Regions from separate parts of the Arachis hypogaea genome. Here region 1 is linked to region 2. A link is a contact called in public Hi-C data. All regions are on one chromosome and are shown on one strand. Each heading gives the region's core, a stretch centred on a gene start, on an enhancer-like site or on the middle of the called end of the contact. The rest is flanking DNA. Distances are from core to core; before and after follow the strand shown.

The links. A called contact is a pair of places that touch in the nucleus more often than the background predicts.
Region 1: a contact with region 2 is called in a Hi-C map of leaf, with 4 times the contacts expected there. The contact joins the promoter of LOC112790648 here to the promoter of LOC112778117 in region 2. A contact is called at or near these places in 2 of 8 Hi-C or Micro-C datasets (both in leaf).

The regions. Positions count from the first base shown.
Region 1 is chr3:60,485,108-60,492,125 of arahy.Tifrunner.gnm2.J5K5, forward strand. LOC112790648 (gamma-soluble NSF attachment protein) reads right to left here and starts at 2,177. Exons shown (of 9, transcript XM_025833149.3): 1 at 1,707-2,177; 2 at 1,221-1,288; 3 at 1,026-1,110; 4 at 736-894. The coding sequence starts at 1,753.
Region 2 is chr3:59,919,721-59,926,197 of arahy.Tifrunner.gnm2.J5K5, forward strand. It overlaps LOC112778117 (probable proteasome inhibitor), which reads left to right and starts at 1,463. Exons shown (of 4, transcript XM_072231945.1): 1 at 1,463-1,637; 2 at 2,281-2,452; 3 at 3,072-3,189; 4 at 4,634-4,945. The coding sequence starts at 1,463. The coding sequence ends at 4,945.

The DNA.
Region 1 (7,018 bases), core at 927-3,426, 570 kb after region 2:
GGGATAGGATTTCCTTTGTCAGATGAAGGAACAATATAATTCATAAGAGAAGAATGATACAAGAACTCCTCCTTATAAGAACAACAAAACAAACATGTATCAATGAAGAGTAGCTTTCCATATTCCAATATCTCAACATTTCTAAGAGAGAAATGCCTCTAAAAGATCATGAGTTTTCCAACAAATAGAGGCCAAATGCCTAAGCTATCTTTGCTTGTCTAAGTATCTATCATAGAAAGTGCAACAGATATTCTCCAACCATATACTCCTGGGCATATATAGCACAGTGCAACAAGGCTTAGGCCAACTTCCATCTCCCAGAATCATCCAAACTAGTGAATAAGATAAGAGATCTTTTGAAACAGAAAAGGAATATTTATCATAGAATTTTTAAGTGATCAAGATTGCAACAATGTGTCTTAATCACTATCCATTTGAAAACCATCCTTAACCAGCACATCGAACAGTGGATATAAACACAATAGACAATACTATCCCAAAGCATGCCAGGTCCAAAGAAACCTCTATAAAAGCAAGCATTGAGCTGCAAAGTCCAAATCAAAGCACCAAATATGTTCATAGAAACAACTAACTACAACAAGATTGTCGTCCTTGATTTTACTTGATAAACAAAGACAGAAACAACTCGATCATAGTGGTTACCATATACTAGCTTATTGCCAATATTAAACACAGGATGTATTTGGAAATCAAGAGAGAAGAAAATCAGTTTACCGCGCTCCCTTGGCAAGGGCGTCGGATGCAGGCTGTGGTCTCCCACACTCAATGTACAATTCAGATGCCCTACGATAGAAATCGGCAACTTCTCTCCAGTTGCTTAGTTCCTTTGCTAACGCAGCAGCAGACTCCATGTGCTTAGCGGCATCCCATGGTCTAGTTCACTTGTCAAGGATAGATATAGAGCGCAACAGTCCAAAACAACAAATCTAACAGCATTTAGAAGAGCAGAGAATTATACCTAGATGAAGAAAACCATAAGCAATAACCAAAAAAAATAAGGATACGAAGAAAGCATCTCTTGTCCTTTTGAAGCTTTCTCATATGCTGTTTTGGCTTTCTCATAGTCCTTGGCAAGTCTAAATGCATTAGCTACAGCAAAATCGGATATTAGGTTAGTTATATGTGCTTTCTTTTTTTTTCTCTCGTAAAATTTCTTTGCACAAACAATCAAATGCTTAGAACACTGTTGAACATTTTACCAGCCTGCTCATAAAGAACTGTAGCACTTTTCCAATCCGCAGTCCACCTTGTGAAACTGAGTTTTGTTCTGAGTCAAAAAAGAAACCGAAGGAAAATTCAAATCTATAATTCATGTAAGGTAAAAGAACCTACCATGTCCTTGTATCTATTGGGAATTAAAAATAACCCATTTTACTTTCAAGTTAAGACCTAATTTTGGAAATTGATTATATCCAACATCACAAGTGAAGATAAACATATCCCCAATGCTTAATTACGATACGAACATTTGTTCAATCCCATCATGAGGAAAATCCAACCAAATTACCAAAGTAACAAAATTAGAATTTGCATCAAAATCTTGATCGTTGTTACGAAGGAACGACTACTTGAATATTAGATCGAGTAACAAAGCGAGGAAGGATGCAGCTTTATGCGGCTATGTTTATGATTATGAATGAGAGAAAAAGTGAGAGAGTAAAATGAGAAGGGAAAGCAGAACGCACAGCTTATCAGCTTTGGTTATCAACTTGTTGGGATCAGAGGTGGACATGGTTTGGTTTGATTGAAGTACTTAGATTGGATGATTGAGTTGCGTCTTCTTTGAGTCTTTTCTCCTCCGATTCAAGTGCTGCGTTCAGCTTCCCAACCATCAAACGACACTCTACTCGTCTTGCTGACCAGTGACCACCGTTCTTGCTGCTGCTTTTCCAACTCCCTAAGTCTCGTTAACAGATTTTGTATTCAACAAATTGGTCTTTTTTTTTTGTCGGTAGATTAGATATCCCGAATTCTAGAAATACAATACACTTATACACTCTTCACATATTTTATCCCATTTTATTTTTAATTATATTTTCTAGGGTTTGAATCCTAAACTTTTAAAGTGGAGAAAAAGAGATATGTTATTAGAGTCAAAACTCATTGTCACCAAATTGGTCTCTTAAGAATGAAGAAACAAACTTTAAAAATTATTCATGGACTAAACCACAAAAAAAATGCATCTAAAATATTTTTACGCTGCCAAAACTGTCCCGAATTTTGTTATTGAAAAAAATATTATCAAATTATTTAAATATACAATAAAAATGTCTAATGTTAAATATATATCATTAAAAAAATTTAACAAATTAAATTTTGATATAATTTTTTATAAACATAATTAAGAAAATAAAATATTTATATTTTTAAAATTTGGTGGCTTTTTACTAAGTATATATTTTTTATAATTTTTTATCAACAATTAATAATACTTTAAAAAACTAAAAAAATCTAGAGATTAAATTTTTATTTAGTTTTTTGTGTATATTTTTTAAATAGTTATCTAAATATTCTTATAAAATTTTGGATCAAATATATAAGTAGTTTTTTTCATATAAAAATCGTTCGTCACCAATAAAAAAAATTATTTTTTCGCATTTTTTCGCATTTTTAAATATTTGAAGATATTTTGTCGATAACAAAATTTAGGAACCTTTTTTCAGTGCCAAAATAATCCGGGCTCATTTTTTGTGATTTACCCTCAATCATTTTAATTAAGAAAATACAATCATGCTAGGTACACTCTAAAATTAGTCGTTAGAATAGAATTTTAAAATATATAATATATATTAAAAATAAATTAAATTATACATGTGACGATCAGATTTCCTATCGGTAAAGAAATATAAAAAATATAATCGCGTTGTAAGTATAGTTTCTAAACCAACAGAGAATTCTTTCGTGCAAAAGTTTTGGTTGTCACAACTAACAAACCCAGTAAAATTTATAAATCGAAGTATTCATACCTCAGGTCGTCTTCTCAAGGAATTGCAGGAAAGTATGATTTATTATTGGTTATGGAAAAAGGTATATTTTTTTATTTTTGAAATAGGGAACAGGTAATTTAAATGGCAAGAAAAATAAATTAATAATTAGAAAAGCTCTTGGCAAGTATGAGAATTGGAAGTCCTATCCTAGTTATCCTTATCAATTGTGATGAGAATTGGCTTTTGCTCCCACTTGATCAACCTCTAACTATGAAGGTAGGTTAAGTGGATAAATCAATTTGATTCCTCAAGTCCTAGTCAATTCCTAAGAAAAGACTAGAGTGAGGAAAATTCAAATCAATCAGTAAAGAATTCCAATTTTCAATCATCAGATGAGTTTGATAACTCAAGAGTCTCTAATTACTCAACCAAAGCTAAGAGTGTAAAAAGCTAAATTAAAATCATGTATCTGAAATACCTCAAATTACATTAATAAAAGAAATCAAATCCAACATGGAAAAGTTCATAAATTAAAAATGGAGATATAGATTTTTAATTCTATATTATTGTGATATACACATTGATACAGTGATACTTGTCTTACACGCATAATTGTACTATATTAAAAATAATTTATAGTGAACAAGATTAAATTATTAAAAAAAATTTAGTATAAAAGGATTCATTTCTATAATAATTAGTGAGAATGACCCATTTTTATTATGAGAAAATTTAGGAAATTAATTCTATAGGCAGATAAGCAGCCATTTTTAAAAAATCTTAATTTTAAAATTTTAAAAACTAGGTTTACACTTAAAAAACACACATCCTCTCTCCTATTCTTTTTCATCTCTCTTCTCTTCTTTCTTTGCGTTTTTCTTTTTCTTCTTCTTTTTCTCTGCGCCTCTCCCTCCACGTCTCTTCTTCTTCTTCTCCGAATCACCATCACTTCCACCTTTCCAAAGTCGAGAAGCGAGAAAATTCTTCGCAATAATGTTTGATGTTTCTTCTTTTTGGGTTTCAGATATTTTTTTAATAGTTTTAAATGTTTCTCTTTTTTTAGATTTTGGATGTATCTTTTTTTAAAAATTTAGATGTTTCTTTTGTTTAAATTTTGAATGATTCTTTTTAATAATTTTTTATATTTTTTTCTTATATTTTTTCATTGTTTATTTTCAGAAAAATATTCAAAACCTCTAAAATTCAAACATCTAAAATTTAGGTATAAAAAACATTTAAAAGTAATGCATTTTTTTACCATGATTAAAAGAGTATTCATTGCAGTTTGAATTTTGGACCTATTTTTTGTTAGGTTTTGAAAGTTCTTTTACAATAATTTTAGATGTTTTTTTTGTTTACGTTTCGGATGTTTCTTTTGGTTAGATTTTAGATATTCTGTTTACAATTATTTTAGATGTTTCTTTTCATTTATTTTTAGATGTTTCTTTTTGTTATATTTTGGATGTTTCTTTTCTATTAGTTTTGGATTTTTATTTTTAGTTTTTTTGAGGTTTCTTTTTGTTCATGTCCTGGGTCGAGCTATATGACCCGGGCTAACTGAAGGCAAGTCAACCGACCTCTTCAGGTCAAGGTTATCCGACCTCTTCTCAAAGGAGGTCGGCCAAATTACCAGGAGAGCCCAAAAAGGGACCAAACAGAGGAACACGACCCAAGTCCAAAGGCAGCCCAAACCTAGAAAGATAAGGGCGGTTCCCTTAAAGATAAGATAACTCCACTCAAAGATAAGATAAGATAACTATCTTATCTCTAGAAAAGGTCACTCTACAACATTATAAATACACTAGAGCACCTAGGTATAACTCATACTCGGATTCTACTAAAAAACCTGCTTAAAACCCGTGCTACCTTAAGCATCAGAGTCTCTTGCAGGTACCACCACCCTCCGGTGACGAAGGATCAGCAGCACCACCAAGTCTAACAAGTCGGACACAACAGCTCCGGCCAACACCGCAGATCTCGTCTGAGATCGACCTACAGTTTCAGGTAACCCTCGGAACATTGGCGCCGTTGCCGGGGAACCTGGAAGTCATCCCATTATCATGGCAGACAACCTTGATAACAACCACGACTCTGATCTAGAAAATAGGACGCCGCATAAGAACGCAGACACTACACCAAAAGATACTTCTCAACCAAATAAAGACAAGATTTCGCCAAGTACATAAATCATGAAGACGCTTCAAGCTCAACAAGATTGCCTCAAACAGCTCGAAAAAGAGGCTGAGAATCAACGGGAAGCCGAAAGAGACCTTCGGAGAGAAGCTAGGCGACGCCGCGAGCTAGAAGACAAGCTCCTAAAGCTCGAGACCGATCTCAAAGCCAAAGCCATTCACCCTGGTCATGATGACAGCTCTCACAAGGATCAAGATCAATTCACTAAAGAGATTATGAAAGCCAAAGTCCCAAAGGACTTCAAAGCTCCCAACATGACCCCGTACGACGGCACATCAGATCCAAGTCATCACCTCAGCAATTTCAGAAGTAGAATGTATCTCACCGACGCCTCGGACGCTATTCGATGCAAAGCCTTCCCAAAAACCTTAACAAAGACAGCAATTAAGTGGTTTGACACTTTGCCCCCCAGATCCAAGTCATCACCTCAGCAATTTCAGAAGTAGAATGTATCTCACCGAAGCCTCAGATGCTATTCGATGCAAAGCCTTCCCAACAACCCTAACAAAGACATCAATTAAGTGGTTCGACAATTTGCCCCCCAGATCCATCACAAGTTTTGACGACCTGGCCAAGAAATTTCTTGCCCGATTTTCCATCCAGAAGGACAAAGCCAAACACGCCCCAAGCCTATTAGGAATCAAGCAAAGAGATCGGAAGAGTCTTCGTAGCTACATGGGGAGGTTCAACAAAGCATGCATGAACATACAAAGCCTACCAACAGAAGCAGCCATTATGGGTCTCATCAATGGCCTGCGAGAAGGACCTTTTAGTCACTCCATATTAAAGAAACATCCATCATCTCTGAATGAAGTACAGGAACGAGCTGAGAAGTACATCAACATGGAGGAAAACTCTAGACTAGGAAAGACCTCAAAATCCGGATTCTCTTACTCCTCCCGGGATAAGGATAGAGAGTCTAAGAAAAAAGAAGATCAATACGATGAGAAGTCTAAAAAATACAACAACTACACCCCCCCTTCGGGTGTCTCTTGTGGATGTTTACCGAGAAGTATGCCATACCAAGAAGATCCCACCACCTCGCCCACTCAAAAGTAATAAAGGAGGAGGAAATCGGATAGAATACTGTGAATATCACCGAATCTATGGACATCCTACCAATGAGTAATTCGACTTAAAAAATGTTATTGAGAAATTGGTAAGAGAAGGACGACTAGATCGGTATTTAGCCAACAAATCGGATGAGCCCCGAAAAAGAAGAAGGGACAAAGAGGTCGGACGAGGAGTACGACTGATGAGCGGATAATTTATACGCTTTTTGGCATTGTTTTTAGTATGTTTTTAGTATGTTTTAGTTAGTTTTTATTATATTTTTATTAGTTTTTAGTTAAAATTCACTTTTCTGGACTTTACTATGAGTTTGGTATGGTAAAATCATTGCTTTTTGTTTTTCCATAACCATTTATGGCATCTAAGGCCGGAGAAACCTCTAGAAAGAGGAAAGGGAAGGCAAAAGCTTCCACCTCCGAGTCATGGGAGATGGAGAGATTCATCTCAAGGGTGCATCAAGACCACTTCTATGAAGTTGTGGCTAAGAAGAAGGTGATCCCCGAGGTCCCTTTCAAACTAAAAAAGAGTGAATATCTGGAGATCCGACATGAGATCCGAAGAAGAGGTTGGGAAGTTCTTACCAACCCCATTCAACAAGTTGGAATCTTAATGGTTCAAGAGTTCTATGCCAATGCATGGATCACCAAGAACTATGATCAAAGTGTGAACCCAGACCCAAAGAATTGGCGTACAATGGTTCAGGGGAAATGCTTAGATTTTAGTCCGGAAAAAGTAAGGTTGGCATTCAACTTGCCCATGATGCAAGGAGATGAACACCCTTACACTAGAAGGGTCAACTTTGATCA
Region 2 (6,477 bases), core at 213-2,712:
GTATCCCGCATAGCCATGGCCATAAAGGACATAACAGCGATGAAGATAGTTGCACCCTGTACGGATTTGTCATTTAAAAGTCCTCACCCGATTACTTTTCCTATTCGTAGCTATTGAGGTCTTATCTGCACCAAACAATCAGCATTAAGGTGATCAGTATTAATATCTCAAGTTAACTACGAACATTCCCAAAATAAGCGCTTATAGATATTCATGCGAAATATATCTCAAGGATACCCTAATAGCATGAGACACACAACAGAGTATATAGTGAAGCATGATTCAGTCTATTCCCCATGCTGTAACAGGAACGAACTGCTTTAATACCAAATTATAACAACCCAATTTTCAGTATGTCTAGATCATACGAAGAATTAAGTACTACCAACTTTTTTTTCTTAATTATTATCTACTATTTAATAAATGAGTCTGATCATAGTTAACACGTTGTCGATTTACAAATAAGTTTTTGTTTCAAAACGTTAAGTCGTTAATTCAAAGACATACGCGGCAGAATTATAAAAGACTAACAAATAAAGCAAGTATTTATAATAGTAACATGGTCATTAATAGTATTTTTAATGATGCGAGATTATATCTAATAGTATAAAATTACTCATTTTTTTTACTAATTGAGTGCTAATCAAATTTTAATAAAAATGATGACCCTCTAAATTTTCTCTAATACAATATTGATACGTCGTTTATTGATGTATAAAATATCAGTTTTAATTGTTGGTCAAGCATCTATTTTAAATTTGATAGATAGTATATGCGATATAATTATAGAGAGGAATGAAAGTAGGTACAAGTGGTATGACTAAAATCGAATAAAGAAAAATTGTTTGAGGTTATCATAATTTATTATTTTTAGTCATTAATATTTAAAAATATAGAATAAAGCTAAGTAGAGATAAGTTTCAAAGTGGTCCCTGAAGTTGCACTCGAGCCTCATAGTAGTCCCTGAACTTAAAAGTTACTCATATTTATCCCTGAAGTTGCACTCCGGGACTCAGACTCGTCCTTCTAGCACATTCCGTCCATCTGGCGCAACTGGAAAGTTGAGTTGGCCTCCTTCCTGACATGTTGGCATAACAGAAACGACGTAGTATTTGCTGTGGCGCCAAAATGACATGAAACGACATCATTTCACGCTAAAAACCTCCTTCATCAACGTTACCCTAACGAATTGTCTCCCCCCTCTCAAATCACAACACAAGCACAGAGGTCTCTTCTTCTCCACTACATTCATCAATGGTGTCTATGCGATTGTATTAATTGCACCGATTTCCCCGAACCACGTCGCTTTTGTGCTCAACTTCTCTCCGAAGAAACAAGCACCTTTTGTGTCAAAATTCAAAGGAAAGAAAGAAAAGAACCACAACACACTATTGACTCCTCTTCACTCCGGAAGCTGAAAGCTGAAATGTAATGTCCCAAACATTAGAATCATAAACTGACAATGGCTACGGATAAGTTGGTGATGGCGGTCATAAGGGTGGCAAGGCCTTCCTTTCTAAACAACCACGACAAAGCAGCATTTGTCGTTCACGCCACCTTCCTCTCTTTCGGCTACCTTCTCACCGCCACCAGCCCCCAAGCCCTCTTCGACGACGTCCTTTCACATCCCTCCACTGGTAACACTTTCACTAATTTTCCGTTTTGTTCTCTCTTTTTTCTTTAACGAAATTATTTAATTTCGATATATTTTATGTGAAATATCCAAATATCATTAATTATCACTCTTCTTTACTGAAAACAATTGAAAATTCTGTTTTCTGTTTTCACTTCTTTCTTTGCAAGAACCAGAAAACATAGAAAGTAAAAAGCGAAACCAAACGTGCCCTAAGGTTGTAGCACTAGCTATGTAAAACAATTTTTATCTAATCGGTGTAAGAGAGTTTTATAGGATTATTTGTTCTTGAGTTGATGATTTGTTGAAAACCATCAAATACTGATATGTGATTGATTGAGTGAATTACAGAGGTTCATTATTTAGATTATAAAGTAAATTTGAGCTTTCTAAGGTGGTAGCTGTTAATGAACCATGATAACCACAAATAATGGCAATTCATGCCGGAAAATTGCACTATCCTTGAGCTTCTATACTAGACGAAGGATTAGGCTATGCAATCTAATATTGGATCAAGTCAATTAAGTTGAAGTTAAAAGATACCTTGTGGTATCAATAGAAGATGTAGCAAATTGATATATGCAGCCTGAAGCTTATAATTAGCATTTACTGATCATTTTTAATATGTGGTTTGTGATTGTGTGTAGAGGAGGTGTCTGTAGAGAACTGGAACCAACTTGACCAAGAATATGTCTTTGTTTATGTCAATCCAAAAAAGGTTTCAATTAAAGTGCTGGTAAAGTGCCTCGTTATGAATGAAAAGTTACTCATTGATGCCTTGAAGGAATGGTCCTTTGACCCTGCACACCTTGAGATTTGGTAAGCCTCTTTCCCCCTCCCCCCTTCAAACTATACATTCTTCAAGATTTTTCTTTCATTTGTTGCATTGCAAAATTAAAATTTTTGTAACTCACCAACCTAATTTTCTTTATTCGTGTTGAATTGGGCTGCGTTGGAGTTTGGAGCTTCTATTTGTTGATGACTTATTTTATTACTCTTTTTAATTAAATAGAATTTCCATTCTTGATAGAGGAAGACCAAAAACTAAAATATAATAGCTATGGTGGGGGCAAAAAATCATACATGATTTTTAGTAAAAACTGAAGTACTGAATTGTGATTTGAAAACGTTTTGAAATTAGAGTTTGTACTCTGTATTGTCAACTTTTACCCTTTTTCCATTCTTTTCTTTATCACATCAAATATTAAGATAGAATAGTTAATGGAATAAAAAAACCACCAGAAATATTTTGTATATTCGTTCTATGCTGCAAATTTTAAGCTTGTGCGTATTGAGTTTTGTTGCTCAAAAGTTATCTGCTTTTCTTTCTAGGTGAAGTCGGATATGTTGTGAAAATTAAAATTTTCTGTGGTTAATCGTACTTCTTGTGAATTTACGGTTATGTCATGATTTGGTGCTTTGATTTTTCTACATACAGTGTTAGGGATTATATTATAGCAAATGAAAAGAGCAATTATTCTGAGCAGCTCAAGAATTTGGAGCAGCTGGTGAGAAGACTAAATCAGGATATCTTAGCCAAATTAGCCAATTGTTTTGTTATGTTTTATTTAATAAGCCTTCTTCTTTTGACTTTTTTTTGTGTGTATTGTGCTAAGTTGTGTAGTACTTTCTCTTTTAATTTTGTTTATCAATCACCTTCAATACCTGCTTTCTTGAAAAAACTAATGGAGCCATTATTTCATAGATACACTATTTTCAATACCTTCAATAGGCTGTTGTTTATATATGCTGCATTATTCCTGGGCTAATGGTGGTTATACATGCTGCATAATGTCCTGTTTGTATATAACAGTGCTGTTTAGGGACTAGTCTGATGTCACTTACATAAGTTTAGGGACTAGTTTAATGTTACTTATAAAAGTGTAGGGACTATTTTGGTGCTCGAAAACAAGTGTCTGACAGCTTTTTATAAAAGTGAAGGAATAAAAAAGTTGGGTCCCGATGTAGTCAGGTGACCCAGACTATGCGAAGTTCGAAGTTCATGGCTGGCCAACCAACATAGTTGTCGAAGTTCTCCAAGCATGATGAAAAAATAACTTCAGGGAGTAGCAATCTACCAGGAAGCAGTCAACCAGCAAGGAATCCCCCACCTAACTCTATGTAAGGTGCAACACAGGGGAATGCTACAAGGCTTGTAAACTTCATGAAGTTTGTGTCCACCCCTGGATTCAAGGAACCCAGGCACAAAAAATGAAGATTAGGATGATTATATTTAGAGACAGGGGACACATGGTGTTTTTGTGTATCTATTTTGCTGAAATTTTTTTACCATGTATGATTTCTTAAACATTGTCCTAGTGTTTGGGATTTTAGTATCTGAAACTTATGAGGTCAAAATGTTAACAACTTTGATATACTTGGTGTTTTGGCTCTATAATGCCTTTTTTGGATGAAACATTACCAATATGAATTATGACTTTCTCGAATTGAGTTTTGTTAGCTTTTTGGTTATATTTTGTCCTGTGTTACAGAATTAAGAGTAATTAAAACCCGGTCCATTTCCATTTCATTGACCAGAAGTGCAAGAACAGAAGTATGCATATAATCAAACACTTTAATTTTCATTTCTTTCAAACAAAAGGACAGGAACAAGTACATGAACAACATATGCATATAACATGCATGTCATTTGTTTTTGGCTAGATACAGTTGATCCTGTTGTCTATCCAACTTTATTACAAGAACACCAACTACAATCAGCAACATGACACAAACATTAAAACCCCCCCATTTTTAGAACCCTAATTTTAGCCTCTAATCTACCAAATTTTCAAGCAATCTTCATCTTCCATTCTTCATTGCCAACTGAATGCCTTGTTCTATCATCACATGCTATGACATCTTCTTCCAAAACTTTATCAACCCACAAAAACAATCCACACCATTTCTTACCCACAGTCTGAACAGCCAAGAAAAATTAGTCAGCAAATTTTATATCCATAAATATAGCAATCAACAACAATAATACTTACAATGTAGTTTGGGCAACCTAGGAACGGTCTCCCTGGATTAGAATCCGTCCCTGACCACCGCAGCACTGGTCTTGACCCGCAGCTACACCATTCTGGCAAGCGCGATTCTCTATTTCTATTCATTCTCCTTATGATGCTTCTAAATGATCATGGGTTGTTCAAGCTCCCAGCTGCATTGCTCGCGCTTGCCATAACAGTCGGGTTTCAAAGATGGGGAAGACAAGAACAGAGAACCGAAGAGAAGAGAAGAGAAGACAGAGCACTGTGGGCTTCAAAATTAGGGATTAGGGTTTTAACTTTATTTGAGGGACCAAATTGATTCCGGACAGTTTACTCTGCCACATCAACTAGCCATTGTAATGCCCATATGCACGAAGCCTGCCAACTCAGCTTTCCGGTAGCGCCAGGTGGGTAGAAATTGCCGGAAGGACAAGTTTGAGTCGCGGAGTGCAACTTCAGGGATGAATATGAGTAACTTTTAAGTTCAGGAATTATTATAAGGCTCGAGTGCAACTTCAGGTATTACATTAAGACTTATCTTAGCTAAGTATGTTGTTGGATTTAGGAGTGGCAAATGAAAAAATCCCCCTGTCCCGCCAAAAGCCTTTCTTTGGCTGGCTAGCTGGCCCGTCCTTCCCCACCCAACGAGGTAGTCTTAAAATTTCACCCTATCCCAGCTAACAGTAGACTAGCGGACCAATGGGCTCAAATCACCTTTTTTATTTATTTATTTTTACTATTAATAAGTATTAAATAATATAACTTATAAAAAAATATTAAATAATATATATAATTTTACAATCATTTTATAAAAAATTATAATTTTTAAATTAATTAACATTAAAGTCTTTATAATTATAAATATGTAATAAATATAACTATAAACCTAATTTTTTAAAACAAAATAATAAAATCAACATTGTCCAAAGTAAAATAAATATTGTCCAAAATATATAATTCTACAAATTTAGTCACAAAAAAAACATCTACAAGTTTAGAACATAATCAATCAAACATAAAATATAATTCAAAACACTAAATTAGAACATCTTCCAAAAATCCTAAGCCCAGCGAGGAAGCCCATTCGGCCTGTCAAAACCCACGGTTTAAACGATGCGAGTTAGACGAACTTTTGATATATGACGATCTCAATTTTTCAGTCCGGCCTATTTTTTTGGCGGATTATGCGGATCGACCCGACAGGTTTAGGCCCATGTGCCACCCCTAGTTAGATTCTTAGACTAAAAAAATTGAATTAATGATCAAGTGATAGCCAAAAACAATAAATTCTGATAATCTTTTAATATTTTTTCTTTGAATAAATCCTATACGAAGAAATAAGGAGTTTATAGCATGATGGAATAAATCCTATACAAAGAAATAAGGAGTTTAGCATGATTCACGTATCCACTCCAGTCCACAAGTCTCTTAGGCTCAAGTGTTTTAGGGCAAAGATTTTCAGGTTAAGATAGACTGAAATCCATCCCATATTATTAAATGCTTTTACAAAGTGCCATGAAAATGACGATATATGAAGATGATGAAGATATGACGCGTATTTAGGTGCTTTCGTACCATTTTTTTTTACTTTGGTTCATAATTGATATTCGCCGTCAATCACAGTTTTTAATTCCTTGTTGGTTTGTAGACATCTCGAAGAATAGGCGGAACAATTAACCTGTAATTTTAAAATTTTTCTATTATAACCAAAAGTAGAGTGCAAACCCTCAATCAACACGTGATTAAGAAGGGATGAGATCTTTCTACTCAACTACTACAGTCAAATTTCTTCCCCATTATTTGTAGCAAGACATATAGACTAACAAATTAAACAAATCAACCGCATAAATT